Regions from separate parts of the Mus musculus genome. Here region 2 is linked to region 1. The links are chromatin contacts, called in public Hi-C maps. All regions are on one chromosome and are shown on one strand. Each heading gives the region's core, a stretch centred on a gene start, on an enhancer-like site or on the middle of the called end of the contact. The rest is flanking DNA. Distances are from core to core; before and after follow the strand shown. Region 1 has its middle 110 kb from the start of Gm35627. Region 2 has its middle 11 kb from the start of Gm35627.

Evidence for each region. A called contact is a pair of places that touch in the nucleus more often than the background predicts.
Region 2: a contact with region 1 is called in a Hi-C map of cortical neurons, with 2.6 times the contacts expected there. The contact joins two enhancer-like sites. A contact is called at or near these places in 1 of 39 promoter capture datasets (the 3T3-L1 cell line), 1 of 15 datasets of contacts at CTCF or cohesin (the NIH/3T3 cell line) and 17 of 484 Hi-C or Micro-C datasets (3T3-L1-derived adipocytes, the N1E-115 cell line, brown adipocytes and 9 more).

Annotation. Positions count from the first base shown.
Region 1 is chr15:57,407,046-57,412,315 of GRCm38.p6, forward strand. It overlaps a transcript of Slc22a22 not described here. Among named protein-coding and RNA genes, the nearest start is that of Gm35627, 110 kb to the right of the region's middle. Within about 2 kb of position 1,321, at least 4 of the 459 cell types and tissues checked have an H3K27ac peak or open chromatin away from gene starts, as enhancers often do.
Region 2 is chr15:57,505,072-57,509,955 of GRCm38.p6, forward strand. No RefSeq gene overlaps it. Among named protein-coding and RNA genes, the nearest start is that of Gm35627, 11 kb to the right of the region's middle. Within about 2 kb of position 3,615, at least 17 of the 459 cell types and tissues checked have an H3K27ac peak or open chromatin away from gene starts, as enhancers often do.

The DNA of each region.
Region 1 (5,270 bases), core at 71-2,570:
GTGAGTGAATAGATGAGCACTCTATGGAGGAAAGGGGGAGGGAAGAGAGGGGGAATGGTATGGGGGTTTGTAGAGGGGTAACCAGAAATGGGGATATCATTTGAAATGTAAACAAATAAAATGATTTTAAAAAAATGAAGACAATAAGAGCTCCTAATTATATACATTGCTGACTCTAGCAAAGGTCACACAGAAAGAAAGAGAAAGTTTCGGGGTTCTCCCAACACCATTCACAGAAGTAATAATGAGGCAAAACTCTTTAGAAACTAGAATAGATGTATAGGTTTCTACTGTCTTTGCCAGGGCCTGGCCTAGAGCAACGGAGCAAGGAAACAAATTGGTGGTATGCTGAAGTCTCCTTGCCCCAGCTTCTAAGAGGAGATTGTGTGCATGTATTCCAGTATTCCAGACCTGGATTGGTCCAGCCTCACTGGCACTTTGAAATTACTCATGAGAGAAGTAAAGGAATAGACGCTGTAAAGCTTAGCAAACACTAAACACCAGGCCCTTATGTTTTATTGGAGAACCAGTGGTTGAACATTTACTAGCACACCACACATATGTAGTTCTAACAAAATGAGGTACTCCTGGCCTGAACAGCTGCCTTCTGATTATGTGAGCATCTTCTTTAGGCCTGTAGACCATTTACCCAAACAAATAGCAACTTCAAGAATTCAGGGACTTTAAAATGGTCAAATCCCCAAACCCTTAGCAACAGGACTTCTAGCTCCCTGTTCCTATGCCTTGATCTGTGGTTACATACACAGAGATGCATTAGTATTTTCTTCCTAAATAACATGACTCCTCCTCTCAGGAGCTCATCTCATTAATTTACATCTCATTAATTTACAGAAAACATTAATTAATTACAGAAAACATCATCTTCTATGTTATATTTCATCCTAATGAGAGAACATATGTTATATTTTGTCCTAACGAGTGAACATAGCATTTCCCCCTACCCCTGCCACTCCCCCCCCAAAAAATTTTATCCTATTTATCCCAGGACAGAAAGAGCATCTAGTAAGTTCCCAGTGTCCTAAGGAGAAGTCTCACTACTGTGCTTAAACAGAGCAAAGAACTCAGGGCTAACAACCATAAAGGGTCTCACTTTTCTCTATCAATCAATCTCTAGAACTGTTGTGAAATTTCTAAGTAATTCAGAAGGTTTTACAGTTTCCTTTTGTTCTCCAGGTCTATAGGATACATTAAGTGTTTCGAAGAAAGCATTAGTAGACAAAATCCTGAAATATACAAACAGTCACTGGCCAGGGACAATAGCATTCTTAGAACAGGGTGCAGCAGGACTAAGGCTTAGAAATGAATCACAAGTTTATATTCCATAGGGATTTGCTTTTATGCCAAAGAAACAGTTGGGGACCCAAGAACAGCTCTGAGGCTTGCTTGCTTTCACTTGTGTCTGCATGCAAAAGGAAAGCAAGGGGTTCTAAGACACAGTTTGGCTTCTGTCTTTTATTAGATCATGAATTGTGATGTGCCCGCACAGTGATGTGATCAGAAATGACTAGGCTTATTTGATCAGTTACATAGACCATGAAAAGTGACTATCAAAAAGAAGTAACCCAATTTTGAGAATCTTTCTACTGACCTGAGTCACTTGTGCAGTCTTTGTCTCCCTCTGTAGGCCATATTGTTCATACTCTGGGACTAAAAATCACAGAGCCTGGGCCACCAACAAAACATGCAGGAGTTGTACCTACACCCTCTAGGCATCTGCAGCAAATGTGCAACTTGATCTTCATGTGGGTCCCCTATCAAGTGGCGGGGGGGGGGGGGGGGCTGTCTCTGTTTCTGTTCCCTGCCATTGAATCTCATTCTCCCTACCTGGACTGCCTGGTTGGGCCTCAATGAGAGAGGATATGCCTAGTCATGTTGGAACTAGATGTCCCAGGGTGGGGTAGTATTGAAAGTGAGGGTGCCCTTCTCTGTGGAGAAAGGGAAGGGGGCAATGGGAAGAAGGATTTGCAAGTGTGAGACTGGGAAGAGAGGAGGGAGGGGAGCTGTGTTAGGGATGTAAAGTGAATAAAAAATAAATCATTGGAAAAAAATCACAAGTAATGTTATACAGACTGAGTAGGTTGCTTTATGTATTTAGGAATATGCATAAATGCATAGATAGATAGATAGATAGATAGATAGATAGATAGATAGATAGATAGATAGATAGATAGTTTAATTTTTAGAAAGATGCCATGAATTTCAAGGAGAACATAGAAGTGTATGTGGAGGAGTGGTTGGAGGGAAGCCAAAGGGAATGGAGAAATGATGTGATTATATTATAATCTCAATAATATATTTTTAACTTATATAAAACAAAGGTACACACACAGAATAAGATAAAGCAGTGTCTGCCCCACAGCATCACAATTTCCTATAAAACTAGAACTTGGCCAAGGGACGTCTACAGTCCCTTCCACTGAATGCTGTGGCTCTTTTTAAAAGCTTTTTGATAATTTGTAGAAAAGATTTTCACGATTAAATAGGATAGTTGAGTTTTTATTCAGGAGGAAAGAGGATATTCATAAGAGAAGACCTAGTAGCTATAACTGATGAGAGAGAAAAGGAAGGGGCAATTGGGGTATTGTGCCTCAACAAGATTCCCATCTCCCTAATTCCATTCAAACTGGGTGGTTCTATGAACATAGGAGATGATTTTAGTTTCTCCCCTTCCTAAATTCATAAAATATACTTTCTCTGCCTTACTTATCATAGTAAAAGTTTCTTTTCATTATGGAATCTGACAGCTGTAAACAGAATCCCAGTTAATTGTCCTCTAAAGATGGATTTCACACCACATGCTGCTGACTCATTGAGGGAAGTGTGTATCTAAAATGTTCTGTGCTGAGTCTGAGAAATGTCTTCACCAAATATAAATCCCCGAGATTGAACAATGATTAGACACAACATAGGAAACTGAACCATCTAGAGATTTTTTTCCTAAATGTGCAAGATGTGTCAAAGTATGTGAACCAAATCACTGGATTTTAAGCAATTAGAGGAATAATAGATAAATTCTACTCCAACACTTTCCTTCATTGGACTACACCATCCTTGCCATCAATTCAACAATCTTGTAAGAGATGATGTTTCCAAAGGTGACAAGTGACTCTCTTCTAGCAAATAATTATCAAGCCTTGGCAGGGGTGGCAGGATTCAGATAGCATCTCAGACATGGATAGCATACCTAGTCAATGCTATGGGGGAATGTGTGTGTGTGTGTGTGTGTGTGTGTGTGTGTGTGTGTGTGTGTGTGTGTGTGTCTGTCTGTCTGTCTGTCTGCCTGTCTGTCTGTCTGTCTGTCTGTCTATCTGTCTAGTTTTCAGGCTAACAGACTTCTCTCCCACTAAGAGACACTTGGAAATGTTTTAGTGTTGACTAAAATATTAGAGAAATAGCATACAATTAACAAGGATACACTGAGCCACTATTAATAGCAAAGAGGGAAAAGCCATGTTAGAATTCAAAATCCCAGGCAGACGTGGATCTAAACACTAGTTCTGCCTCTTGGTAGTTGTGTAATTTAGTCAGAGTATATGGGAGTTTTGTCTTGATATTCCATATAAAAATAAAAAATAATGACCACTCATTGTGTTTTATATTAAAGAGATAAATCATGTGAAAGATTAATACTAGACCTGAGAAGGTTTAAAAACCAATACATACTGCTATTTGCCATGTACGCAAAATCCAAAATATGAATGCAAGAAATTATACCTCTTAAAGACTGAATATCATAATAAAAGTCTATTTTATATATGAAGTCAAGAAGGAAGTATGGGTCAAAGAATAGAGTAGAGGAGTTTTTAATAACTTGGGTTTGGACAGCCTCTGGCATGCCACCCCATTTGACAGTGTCCTTCAACATTCAGACCTATACCATAAGACCTTATTCTGACATTAATTTAGTTGATTCATTCAATCAATAGAAGTGTTTCACTATCCATGACAATAAGTTCCAGTCTCTAGGTACTTTAAATTTTTTTAAGCTCACACAAAAGAAAGTAGAAAATTTCAAGAGCATATTGGCAAGTACTAGCCTTTAAGTATAGCCCTTACAATTCTCTATACAAATGCCCTGATTTGCCTCTCCTACTACAGTTATCTAATTTTAGCTTTAACAAAGGCTCCTCTGACACCTTCCTGGTGGTCCTATGAAACATCACACTTACTGGTGCATGTGATTGCCAGACAGCTTCGTCTATAAGTGTTGAATCCTCTCTATACTATGCTTTGCTTGAAAAGAAGGTTGGGTTTATAACCTCCATCTTCACTATACCACTTCTTTATGACATTCAATAATTTGTTTAAAAATATTTATAGAGCGTGTACTGGGTACCAAACATAAGTCTAGCAACTGGGAACACTTGGTGAATAAAATGAGAAGCACTTCCTCTCAAGAATTTACATTTTGCAAAGAAATTGGATAGTACACTGCTAAATAAGGTATACTTATGACAGATGTCAATAGGTACTCTGTAATAAGTGAGGTGTTGGAATGGTGAGACACCAATGGCCCCTCACAGTCTATTGTAGGAGCTACTTACAACACTCCTTGTTATTTTAGCTGCTACATTTATCTGTGACATCAAGCTTCAAACCACACTAAATTTATCCCTTCATAGGTCTCTGGTTCAAGTCAGGTCACCCAAAGCATTCTGGGAAGATTCTGAACAGGAGACAAACACAAAGCTTTATTTATTAAATGAAGTTGTATGTGTACAGTTCAAAAGACTCTCGGGGAAAAAAAAGCTATAAAGCTGATGCCATGAGAAAACCTGGTAGAAGTCAGTGAATCAGGCTGGCATCAATGATCACCCAGCTCTGGTCGCTTCTGAGACTTACGTGGTTCCCTGTCTTGCTCTGATTTTTCTGTTCAACATTTTCCAGTAACCAAAGAGGTGATTAATTCTTCTTGGTTGAACTTCTCTCACTGCCTCTCTGACCCACGCTACCATCTCGCCAGAAAGAATGCACGCAAGACACTTGGATCCTTCTGCAGTAAAGCTTTCATACATCTGGAGAGATAGATGATCAGCTTCAGGAGAGGAGACCCAGAGAGCAGAAAACCCCTCCCTTATATAGGCTGTGAAGTACGGTTAGAAGTACAGTTGGATTTCATAAATTCATTTTTAATAGCTGAGTAGTATTCCATTGTGTAAATGTACCACATTTTCTGTATCCATTCCTCTGTTGAGGGGCATCTGGGTTCTTTCCAGCTTCTGGCCATTATAAACAAGGCTGCTGTCTTA
Region 2 (4,884 bases), core at 2,365-4,864, 100 kb after region 1:
CGCATGCAAAAGAACATTTTTGGAACTGTCATTGGAGTGGTTTGTACAAAGACCACATGGGTCCCTGGGTCTTGTGTTTTAGACTATAAATGCCCCCCCCCATGCTAAAGGTTTGGTCACTTGTGCCCTGGGGGCCAGAAGTGAGCTGGTGCAGAGTTCACTACACAGACTCTAGGAGCAGATGAGAAACATTGCAGCAAGCTCATCTGAATGCTGCTCCAAGTTCCTTTAATACCCTCCACCCATGCCCCATTGGTCCCAAGAAAGCATCTTTTCTAAACAGCAGTCCCTGATTACCTGGAATTATCAGCAATCCTTGGTCTCTCAGGCAGTCTTCAATTAGATCTTCCTGCAGGAGATGCTTTTGTGGCTCTGTGGCCCCTGGTGCTTATGTAGAGGTTAGAGGTGGCCCCACTGTCCCTGCTACAGTCACTCTCCCGTGGTGCTATGTGGAGGAGGTGGAAGCTTTCAGAGTGGAGTCTAGAAGAAAGTTAAGTCCTTGGGAGAGTTCCTTTATGGGAGATCATGGGAGCCTGGCTTTTCCCTGTCTCTGTTTCCTGGCTGTTGTGAGGTAGACAGGTCCCTCCGATCACAAGTTTTCCCCAGGATGAACTGTGCTGCTGCAGGTGCAGAATGATGTCCAGGTAGTCTCTGAAGCCATGAGCCAACATCTTTCTTATAAGCTGATGATCCCCTCCCCCAACATTTCATCATAGTGACAGACAGCTGACTAACACACAAGGAGGCATGAACAATCACTATGAAGCTTGCACAGACACAACAAGTCTGAGAAGAGGGATAAGAACTGCTGTGACTCCTTCAATCCCTTCTCCAACTCCTCCATCGGGAGCCCCATACTCAGTCCAAATGTTGGCTGCAAGCATCTGCCTCTGTATTTGTCAGGGACTGAAGGAACTGAGGGGGTTTGCAGCACCATGAGGAGCAACAGTGTCAACCAGCCAGACCCAGGGACTGAACCACCAACCAAAGAGTATACATGGAGGGACCCATGGCGCTGGCCACATATGTGACAGAGGATGGCCTTGTTGGACATCAGTAGAAGGAGCAGCCCTTGGGCCTGAGGGCTGATGCCCCAGTGTAGGGGAATGCCAGGGCTGGGGAAGAGGGGAGTAGGTAGGTGGGTGGGGGAGCACCCTCATAGAGGCGGGAGGGCAGGGAGGGATGGGGGTTCCACAGGGGAGACTTGGAAATGGGGAAACATTTTGAAATGTAAATAAAGAAAATATCCAATTAAAAAAGAAAGAGAGAGAAAGAGAAGGAAGGAAGGAAGGGAGGGAGGGAGGGAGGGAGGGAGGGAGGGAGGGAGGGAGGGAGGGAGAGAGAGAGAGAGAGAGAGAGAGAGAGAGAGAGAAAGAAAGAAAGAAAGAAAGAAAGAAAGAAAGAAAGAAAGAAAGAAAGAAAGAAAGAGAGAGAGAGAGGGGGGAGGGAAGGAAGGAAGGAAGGAAGGAAGGAAGGAAGGAAGGAAGGAGGGAGGGAGGAAGAAAGGAGGGAGGGAGGGAGAGAGAGAAAGCGAGAAAGCAAGTGAGAGAGAGAGAGAAAGAAAGAGAGAAAGAAAGAAAGAAGGAAAGAAAGAAAGAAAGAAAGAAAGAAAGAAAGAAAGAAAGAAAGAAAGAAAGAGAGAGAGAGAGAGAGTGTGGGGGGGGAAGGAAGGAAGGAAGGAAGGAAGGAAGGAAGGAAGGAAGGAAGGAAGGAAGGAAGGATTTGCTGTGTCTGGGGAGAGAGGAGATTCTGGTGGAAGGACAGAGACCCAGATCCAGGAGTGGTCACAGCATAGTCAGGGGACTGAGAGTGTACTCATCTGACGAGAGCTGTGATATACATGAGACAGGAACAGAGAGATCTGGTACAGCCATGGTTATCACTAAGTGTTTGTTTATAGGCTTTGAAGGGGTAGGAAATACTGCCAATTTAATCCAATCCATGCCTCTTACATGCTAGACATTTTCTCTGAACTACTGCAAAATTTCTCAACCTGAACACTCTTGGCCTTCAGGGGTAGGACATTCACTAGTTAATGCAGAGTCTTGGGATATATTTGGTAGCCCCCCCCCCCCCCCCCGCCGACATCTACCACAACACGCCAACAGAACTTATTGCCAGTTCTAACAGCCATAAATGCCCTGACGTTGCTAACTGCTCTTTCCAAAGCAAAACTACTGGAGAGCTATATGCTCTAATGCAAGTTTCACATCATGAGATGATTGCTATTGCCAGCTCTAACTTATAGAGGAAGAAACTGAGGCATTGGGGAGGAACACAAGGAGCCCAAGTTCATTGGGTTTGTAAGCAGACCATTAGGAAACTTCCATAGACCTGGGTGTCGTGGCATAAGGCTGTAATCCTGACACTCAGAAAGCTAAGGCAAGAGGATCTCGAGTTCAAAGGTCAAGGTTGGAGAGATGGCTGATGGATAAAGCAATTGCCATGCAAGCTTGAGAATCAGAGTTCTGATTTCTAAAACCCACATAAAATCAGGGCAGACATAACCTGCTGTAAACCAGGGAGTTGGCAAGCAGAAATGGGATCCTAGCGTATGCTGGCTAGTCAGGCCAGTCAGAACCATTAAGTTCTGGTTCGATGGGAGACCCTGCCTCAATAAATAAAATGAATAGCTATGGAGAAAGACAGCTGACATCAACTTCGAGGACCCCATATGCACATAGCTATACATTTGTATACATGTGTAACCTCATACTCCTGTGTACTCACACATATGAAGACATACATTCACATGCAAAAATCAGCTCTAACATCGTCACCTCGCAATTCTTCCTATTTATGAAACAACTCCTTTGAATACATGTGGTGACAACTCCTATTTATCAATTGCGTATGCCCTAAATTGATGATAATCTTTGCCCTTTGTTCTCACTGTTGCCCTTGGTTATATCAGCATCATGGATCACCATGTCTCAGGTCAAGTTAGGGCTACTCTCCCCTCCAGATACCTCACAAATCTCCATGCACTGTGGTACTATGATCATCAGAGAGGTTTAATCACACGGAAGCTTGGGGCATCATCAAGTGCATAAGAAGCCTACCATGAATGATAACCAACATCGTCACTTCCAATTTAGACATCAGGAACAGTTATCCAAATCTCTGCCTTTGCCATTCTCCCTAAAGGCTCAATGATTAACCCTGACTGTCAATCCAGAGGTATGTCTGTAAGCATGCTTCCAGAAAGATTTAACTGAAATCTAAAGACCCATTCTGAGTGTGGGTGGCATCATGGGCTAAGGTCTGAGACCAAATGAAAATGGAAAAGAGAAGTGACCAGCTGAGCCTCATCACCCACCTCTCTATTTCATCACTTCAGATGCAATGTCACTCACTAGTCACCCGGGCTCCTTGTACTATGCCTTCTGCACTGTGACGGACCTTGCCCTAAAACTGTAGGCCAAAATATACTATTCTTTAAGATGGTTTGTAATGTATTTTCTCACAGCAAAGAGAGAAGTGACAAATCCATCAGCTTGAAAATCTGAAGAGGACACAAGTGACTGAAAAACAGAGTTTGGTCAAGCTAACCTGTGAGCCTGTCCAGAGACCATGAACCAAAACAACACTACTAGAGCTTGTATTGCTGCCTCTCCGTTGTGCTTTGGTGCCCTCTGCTGGCCTTGAAATTCACTGCTAGAAAGTAGTGTATATAAGCAGGCAGTAAAATTGCCCTACAATTACATCCATCCAGACCCAGGTGTGTGTGTGTGTGTGTGTGTGTGTGTGTGTGTGTGTGTGTGTGTGTGTGTGTGTGTGTACGCTGAAAGAAAAATCTTTCAGAAAGAATGCTTAAAATTAAGAATTTATTACTGAGACGCCCCGATGAGCTAGACTTTGTCTATGTGTTTCCTTGCTTAATACATTTATACTGGCAGGAAGCGTGTGGCTAAAAAGCAGTGGGGCTGCCAGACAGTGGAGGACCTGGAGGCCAGCAGAGGACAAGGACAGATCGCTGCACACATGTACACCGTTATGCACACTTATTCTGGTGTACTAAGAGATAGATAGATGGATTACTTCCGTTTTAGGCATATCCACATTCGGCATCTTTTAGGTTTTGCATTTCACATCTGAAAAGTGTTGGAGGATCTCCTGAGAGCAAAGGCACAGAGTCATGGCAGAAGATATCCATTAAGCTTCTCCTTCCCATAATTCATTTCGTCTGACAAGGTCTGTTTGCACCCTGTTTCATTAAGCCTGAGAAGCTGGGCGGCTGGTCCGGCAGCAACACGACCAGACCACTCGTTCTCCACCTCTGGCTCCACAGCAGGGCTTCGCCTCAGTGAGATGCAGGCACCAGGGCTAGCGTTCTGAATTCCCTGGCCGTGCCACGGACACCGTGGACACTGCTTCACACTGTCATCATCTGAGTGACCTTGCTGCTGCCTGAGAAGAGACCTCTGTCTTGGACGAGGAAGATGGTTGGGTGCTGAAGACAAAAACCACACTGGCTTTCCCGGGGCCATTCAGTTGCTCTGAATCCAGTGAAAACAAGCAGTTTGCCATCTGGTCATCGCCCTGGGGCTGAGGTGTCAATCCCCTGTCCTTCATCCTGCCCTTCTTAGAAAAACACAGGCCCTGGGTGGTCCAGATGGCTGCAGGCCTTTGCACAATGAACAGAGACCGGCTGATACACATGACTCCCTCTGCCCCAGGAAGTCCTCCCATACAAAAATACATTAGAGAGACGTTCCTCCTGAACGATTTGTTAGAGTCAACCACTTCTGGGAAGGGAAACTTGAAAGACCCTAGAAACTATACAAACCCCGCCCCCAGCTCCTGCAGATGAATGAGGTTGGCATGCCGACAACCTGTGGTACTTGTACGGCCCATTCATCCCATGGAGATCCTCAAAGTGTT